2 separate regions of the Rattus norvegicus genome follow, and region 2 is linked to region 1. A link is a contact called in public Hi-C data. All regions are on one chromosome and are shown on one strand. The core of a region is the stretch at or near the end of the contact, and the rest is flanking DNA. Distances in the headings are between cores, read along the strand shown.

What was found. A called contact is a pair of places that touch in the nucleus more often than the background predicts.
Region 2: a contact with region 1 is called in a Hi-C map of frontal cortex, with 2.2 times the contacts expected there. The contact joins two enhancer-like sites. A contact is called at or near these places in 2 of 12 Hi-C or Micro-C datasets (frontal cortex and prefrontal cortex).

The regions. Positions count from the first base shown.
Region 1 is chr4:170,022,496-170,025,983 of GRCr8, forward strand. No RefSeq gene overlaps it. Among named protein-coding and RNA genes, the nearest start is that of Emp1, 80 kb to the left of the region's middle. Within about 2 kb of position 1,331, at least 11 of the 93 cell types and tissues checked have an H3K27ac peak or open chromatin away from gene starts, as enhancers often do.
Region 2 is chr4:170,216,340-170,220,189 of GRCr8, forward strand. No RefSeq gene overlaps it. Among named protein-coding and RNA genes, the nearest start is that of Emp1, 270 kb to the left of the region's middle. Within about 2 kb of position 1,657, at least 2 of the 93 cell types and tissues checked have an H3K27ac peak or open chromatin away from gene starts, as enhancers often do.

The DNA of each region.
Region 1 (3,488 bases), core at 81-2,580:
TCCCTGGAATCAACCCATGAAAAAGAAGTGTGTCACTGTCAGCAAGGCTGAAAGGAGTAGGTGACTGGATGAGTGCTTTGACATCAGACATGGAGATGCAAGTTTAGTGTTTGCCCTGATGGTTTTTGTCTTTTGTTGGTCCAGTATTTTCTGACTCTTGTAGTCAAGGTTCTGATTGCTGTGACAAAACACTATGACCAAAGCAATGTGGGGAGAAAGGGGTTTATTTGGCTTATACTTCCATATAGCTGTTCATCATCAAAGGAAGTCAGGACAGGAACTCATGCTGGGCAGGAACCTTGAGGCAGAAGCTGATGCAGAGACTGTGGATGGGTGCTGCTTACTGGTTGGTCCTTGTGGCTTGTTCAGTCTGCTTTCTTATAGAACCCGTGACCACCAGCCTAGGTATGTCATTACCCACAATCAGTAATAAAGAAAAACTCTTACGGACCTGCCTGCAACACAATCTTATAGAGGCATTTTCTTAATTGAGGTTTCCTCCTCTCAAGTGACTTTAGCTTGTGTCAAGTTGACATAAAACTGCCCAGCACACTCATTGTGCTTCATTTCCTCCCCTTTGGAATAGTAATGTGCATTCTGTGCCAAGGAATGTTGAAAGTATGAGATCTGCTCTTTATTTTTTGTTTTATAGGGGGGTTAGAGTTAAGAGAATGCCATGAGTCTGAGAAGAGATTTTGTATTTGGGACTATGAAATACTATGGGGACTTCGGAAGCTTGACTAAATACGCTTTGCATTATGATACAGCTGTAAGTCTATGGAAGCCAGAGAGTAGAATGTGATAGTCTGAATAAGAATGTTCCTTGTAGGCATATATATTTGAATCAGAGAGTGACACTATATGAGGAGGATTAGAAGAATTGGGAGGTATGGCCTTGTTGGAGAAAGTGTGTCACTAGAGGTGGTGGGCTTTTAAAGTTTCCAGGCTTTCTCTCTGCCTACTGCCTGTAGATCAGGATACAGTTCTTAGCCACTGTTTCAGTGACTTGCTTCCTGCCATGATGATAATGGACTATATGTCTCTAAAACTATAATCACCAAGATAGCACAGAGAGGGTAAGAGGCTGTGTGACACTTGGAGTAGGTCATGCATCTTGAAGACAGGGGCCGTGTCCGTGTCCCCTCGGTGCTTAGAATAGCACTTGTCGTGGACTGAACATTCAGGAAGTGCTTGTTGAATAAATGCATAAACAAATAAGTTTCAACAGAGCCCTCTCCACCACCAATGGTCCCCCTAACTCCGAGCCAAACACAAACAGTTGGAGGGAGGTGCCTTCCTTAGTGCCCAAGAGCAGTAGCAGCAGATGGTGCTGTCCAGATATGAGACCTTGTCCTTTTACTCCTGCATTGAGCTCCCCACTCTCTACTCTTGTCCCTCTCTGAGTTGTCCCTGCTCCAGGAAGGTGGCCAGCTGAAGCCACAGGCCTTCCAGCAGAAAACACCTGGCTGGTCAAAGCCTTTTTGTCTCTGCAATTACCTTCTATTTCCCTCTCCCTCTTCAATTTCATGCAAAGCCAACTGGTGTTTCTTTTCAAGCAGCTGAGAGCACCAGATGGAAGGGTGGGGGAGGTGGAGGCAGGGTGCGAGGCATCGAAGGGACAAGCAGGGCTGTGGATGGGGGGGGGCATTAGGAAGCATGTGATACCGGGACAGTGCCAGGCAGGTCAATGGAGGTAGGGAAGGCAGAAAGGGTGGAGAAAGCCAGCAGGCACCATACGTGTACACGTACACACGCAGTACTTTCAACATACCATTAAAACAGAGAAATGTTCTGGTTTCCGTAGCAACAAGGACGAGATCGGTGCCTCAGCCAGTGAAACTTATTGGGGGAAAAAGGCATTTGCCTGTTAAGGAGCCTGATGAATTGGGGGATAATTGTACAGCGTTCTGCCACCATTAACACATATAATAATAATTCAGAAAATACTGTAAAGAGAACAGAAGATTGATGAAAATCCCACAGAGGCAGGGGTGGGAGGGAGGGGCAGAAGGCAGAGAAATGGGATATAGGAATGTTCTAAGTAAATATCCCAGGGTGGGCACTTGGTGTGAGGTAGCATTGGAACCAGCTCATATGTCAGTCTCCAGAGGTCTAAGGTGAAGCTGGTTATATCTGTCCCCAATTCTATAGAGAAAGTATGTTGTTGTGTCCTGTTCTCATTCAAGGCTTCAGAAAGTAGGTAAGTGGATATGGAAAGTCTAAAAGTTTGTAGTAGTGGACTCTGTGACATCTGGGCCCTGCGTCTGCATTTCTCATAGTGTCCAAAGGAACTATGGACCATCAAAGGATAGGACAGTAGAGGAGATTCCTGACAACTGAGTCATATATAACAGAATCTTGCCTGTGGGAGAAGAAAAAGAAATCACAATTATCTTGCTCTCTTGGTAGCAAAGACTCCATGCCAAGTGCATAGTAGTTGCTAAATAAAATGGTGCTACTAATGGGGACTGGGATGACGGGGACAAGGACTACAGTTCAGTCGGTAAAGTGCTTGCTTTGCAAGCATGAGGAGGACCCGAGTTCACATCCCCAGTGGTCACATATAAAGCCAGATGTGCTACTATGCACCTGTAGTCCCAGTGCTAGGGAGACAGACAGGGACTTGCTGTCCGGCCAGGCTAGATGTACCAGAGAACTCCAGATTCAATGAGAGACCATTTCAAAACACAAGGTAGGGAGGGAGCAGTATGAGAAGACAGTCTGCCAGTCTCTGGCCTCCACTAACATGTGAATGAAAGACTATATAAATGGATGGATAGATGATTTAAAAGAGTGAGCAAATGGACGGATGGATGAGAATCAGGAGAGGGGACCGGTGTTCTCATCTCCTGCTTGCTTCTGGTAACTTAGTGGCAGATTAGACTCTCAGAGGGGGTGTCTCTCCATGAGATACGCATTAGGATTCTGGGACAAGACAGTTCTGTGCCCCAGAAGACTTTCGAGCAGTGAGGCCATTTGAATATTCCTTACTCTGTCCTGAGATATATCCTGTGGTATATCACTCTATTGGCTCTGTTGACTTAGAGGGAAGGTGCCGCCCACTGCCTCAGAGCGCCCAGGCCCGTTCTTGATCCTGTGGGTCAGGGTTTTGTTCTGAATCTGTTTTTCCACCTCTGATTTCCTACACTACCAGAGGCTGGTCTTGGCAGACAACCCGCACTTTCATTCAGAACCACACTAGCTATCACCTTGTGGTGGTTTCAACGAGAACCATCCCCATAGGCACTTATATGTGGAATGCTTAGTCATCAGGAAGTGGACATGTTTGGGAAAGATTAGGAGGTGAGGCTTTATTGGAACCGAGGTGGCCTTGTCAGAGAAGGTGTGTCTCTGGGGTGGGCTCTGAGGTCTCTTTTACTACTTGCTGCCCATGCATCAGGATGTAAAACTCTCAGCTACTGCTTAGTGTCATGGGCATCTGCTTCCCTCCATGATAATCGTGCATTAACCCTTGGACTCACATACTT
Region 2 (3,850 bases), core at 407-2,906, 190 kb after region 1:
AATCTTACTTCTTTTGGCTTCTGACCGAATTGCTCTTCTTGGCTTCAAACAAACTCTGGCAATGTTATAAGCTTCTGGCTCTTTCTCACTCTCCGGCTTCTTCTGTCTTTAGCTGTGTTTAGCTTGATCTCTCTTTGCAACCTGTCTCTCTATAATGGTTCAAGTAAAACTTCCTCTCTTCTTTTTTTTTTTTTTTTTTTTTTTTGCACTGCCCCTTAAGTAGCTTCCCTTTCCTCTCTCTTCTCATGAGAGTTGGGCATATCCTATTCTGTCAAATCTTTCTCTGATTCATCAATTTGTCTGCCACTCAATTAGACACCACTTTCAGACATTGGTTCTTCTATCTACAAACTAACTTTACCTTCATTATTTGGGATTAAAGGTGTGTGCTAAGGGAGTGTCTGTATTCTAGATAACTTTACCTTCATTATTTGGGATTAAAGCTGTGTGCTAAGGGTGAGCTACATACCATAACTAGAAGCAGGGTTTTTCCAGTAAACCACATAATCTCATGGCTCACAGTGTGATCGAATATCCTGAAATAGCAGATGTGTAGTTAGACTAAGTTCTCCTCCTTTAATTAATAGATAAGGAAAATTAACTAGTCTTGGCTGTGGAAGAAACTTGAGTATATGGTAGGAAGAAGGATAAGGCAGTGCCTGTTTATAAGGGAGAGAATCAGCTAGTGTTAGAGATGGGGTATGGCAGAACTAAGATGGCCTGGAATTTCCAGAGAGGGTTTATTAAAGATTTGGAAGCGTGATGTAGAGGCTAACATGCTGCTGTGTGGGTTGCCCATAAGCAGACCAGAAGGTAGGATATAATGCAATGTATCTCGAGTCAAATTTCATTTAGATCACTATTTGAATTTGGGGGAATGGGTGGGATATGTGTCCACCCACCCTCTCAGTGATTCGTCCACTAAGGGTATGCTCATTTACCCGTCCCCAATTTGTGGCACCTTTTTAAGATTGGAGATACAGTAAAAAAATTGTAGAAGACTGAAGAAGGGCATAGGAGTAGAACACTCTAAGTCATTATGATGAATAGGAAGACGGTGATTGGATATATGTGGGAATACATTCCGAATCTGTCACTCAATGGCTATGCATCTTAGAGGAGAGGATAAACCCTGTCCTTTATGCCTCTCTGGCCTTATTTTCATTGTTTTGAGGTTCAGTTGAAATGAGGCACTGAAGAGTTCATGGGGTCAATTTTATGTGATACAAACGTAAATTTCATTTAATTGTCAATTTGTCTATCATACTTATACTATCACAACAGGTCAGATCCTCTTCTTGGTTCTGTGATAATAACAGTGACACAAACATTTTATTACCAGTCTTCTTTTTCCTTTTTGAAACACAGGACCATTGTGAAGCCCAGGCTGATGTAGTACGCACTACAGAGCTCTGGTTGACTTTAAGTTCACTTTGGAGTGCAGGCTAGCCTCAAACTCCCAGAAATCCTCATGCTGCATCCTCTCATGAGCCACTAGACTTACTAGTTCTGACTTTCTTGATTATAGCTTTATTGTGATTCTTATTTTCTAGGTCTTTCTGTCCATGCAGTAGTGTCTCTTACTCCTCTAAGCTTCAGAATCCTAGGGAAGACTAATAAAGGTCAACCCTGCCTTTGGGAAGGGGAAGAATGCTCCTCAATGAAGGCTTTAGAAGGGAGAAATGAGCTTTATAGAGTTGCCACAGTAAGGACACAGGGTGTGGGTGGGGGCAAAGAAGATAAGGAGAGCAAAGACAGATATAAAACAGAGAGGAGAAGTAATTGAAAACAAGAGGAAGAAGAAAGGACAGATGCACACAGACAGCCCTGCAGCTTGTGGGAAAAGGAAAAGGTGTGTCACAATTCACACAGCTTATCTTCTTGATCTGCAATATTTTTGTGGATGTCAGAATAGAGAGAGGAATGTGTGTGTGTGTGTGTGTGTGTGTGTGTGTGTGTGTGTGTGTGTTGTATATGTGTTACTAACAGTCATCTATTTCTGGCCCTAAATTATATGCCATGAAAGCCGCTCTGAGACAAGATGTGTTATTTGGCTGCCAGAAGGAGAAGTTAAAGGGAAAAGAAGCTTCTTGATTTCTTTCTTCCTTTTCCTCACCCTCTCACATCTACCAGGTTCTATGGTTAGTAACGACTGCCTTCTAGGGTTTAGAATGAAACTCATATGAAGAAGAAAAGAACTCTGCAGAGACAGCCCCACCTGGGGATCCATCCCATATACTGTCACCAAACCCAGACAGTATTATGGATGCCAAGAAGTGCATGCTGACAGGAGCCTGATATAGCTGTCTCCGGAGAGGCTCTGCCAGAGTCTGACAAATACAGAGTCGGCTGCTCTCAACCAACCATTGGACTGAGCATGGGGTCCCCAATGGAGGAGTTAGAGAAAGGATTAAAGGGGCTGAATTTGTTTTCAACCCCATAGGAAGAACAACAATATCAACCAACCAGACCCCCCCCCAGCACTTCCAGAGCCTAAGCCACCAACCAAAGAGCACACATGGAGGGACTCATGGCTCCAGCTACATATGTAGCAGGGGATGGCCTTGTCAGGCATCAATGAGAGGAGAGGCCCTTGGCCCTGTGAAGGCTCAATGTCCCTGTGTAGGGGAATGCCAGGGCAAGGAGATGGGAGGGAGTGGGTGGGTGGGGGAACACTCTCATAGAGGCAGGGGGAGGGGGAAGAGGTAAGGGGACTCCACAGGGGAAATCGAGAAAGGGGATAATATTTGAAATGTAAGTAAAGAAAATATCCAATTAAAAAAATAAATGCAGAGAGAGAGAGAGAAAGAGAGAGAGAGAGAGAGAGAGAGAGAGAGAGAAAGAGAGAGCTTTCTGCAGCTCTGACTCTAGGAAGGCACGTCTCTACAATGAGCTGAAACCTATCATCTTTCAGCTGCATGGAGAGAGTTAAGATCTTTTTTTGGTCCCCTATGTAACAAAGAGGAGATTAAGGTCAACATGATTGTCCCACCTGAGGCTACTCAGGGAACTTGTAACAGAAGGACAAAAGAGTAACTTGTACAGTCTAGTTTGCCCTCTCGATCAGTCAGGTACACACCAAGGCATCATTCCTGTTTCTAGTTCCAACTGGTATTGCTCACCTTGGAAGTCACGGAGATTCACTTAACTTTCCTTCTGACTTCATCAGTGCAAAGCAGCCAGCTCATCTTCACACGACCTCCACATGACCTCCACACGACCTCCACACGACCTTCAGATACTGGGTTCTCTTCTAAGCTCAGGTTTTACCAAATACTGCTTTCCGAAAAGTGGCTTTGGATCAGACATCTCTCTGCCTATGTGACCAAGACTCACACAGGGCACTCAATCTTAATGCTTCAGTTTCTTTTTCTGTAGAATGGAGAGAGTTTTCTTACTTTGGCCATTTGAGACAGGTTCTTAGGTAACCCAGGCTAGCCCCAAACTCACTACATAGTAGAGGATGACCCTGAATTCTAGGCTTTATCTGTTGCTTCCTGTCTTGCTTTGCCTCCAAAGAACTGGGATTGCAGGGCTACCTAACTTAAAATGGAACTAGGAATAACATATTCTCTATAAAACTATTAAGAGATAGTGAATGAGGCAATGTCGGCAAAGCACTTAAGAAGCCTGTGAGTGATCGGCCTTCCATGGCTTATTATCATCATTACCACCATCATCATTGTGCTAATGCCTTAGTGGCTGAGAGAAGCTGTCAATCCAAGAGCCCTGGTTGTGAACATCAAGCAAGTAGGTGCTGTGCTTCTTTTTTCATTGAAAAGATTTTTTTATACAATATATTCTGATCCCCCTACAACTCACCACAGAGCCTTCCTACCTCCCCATCAAC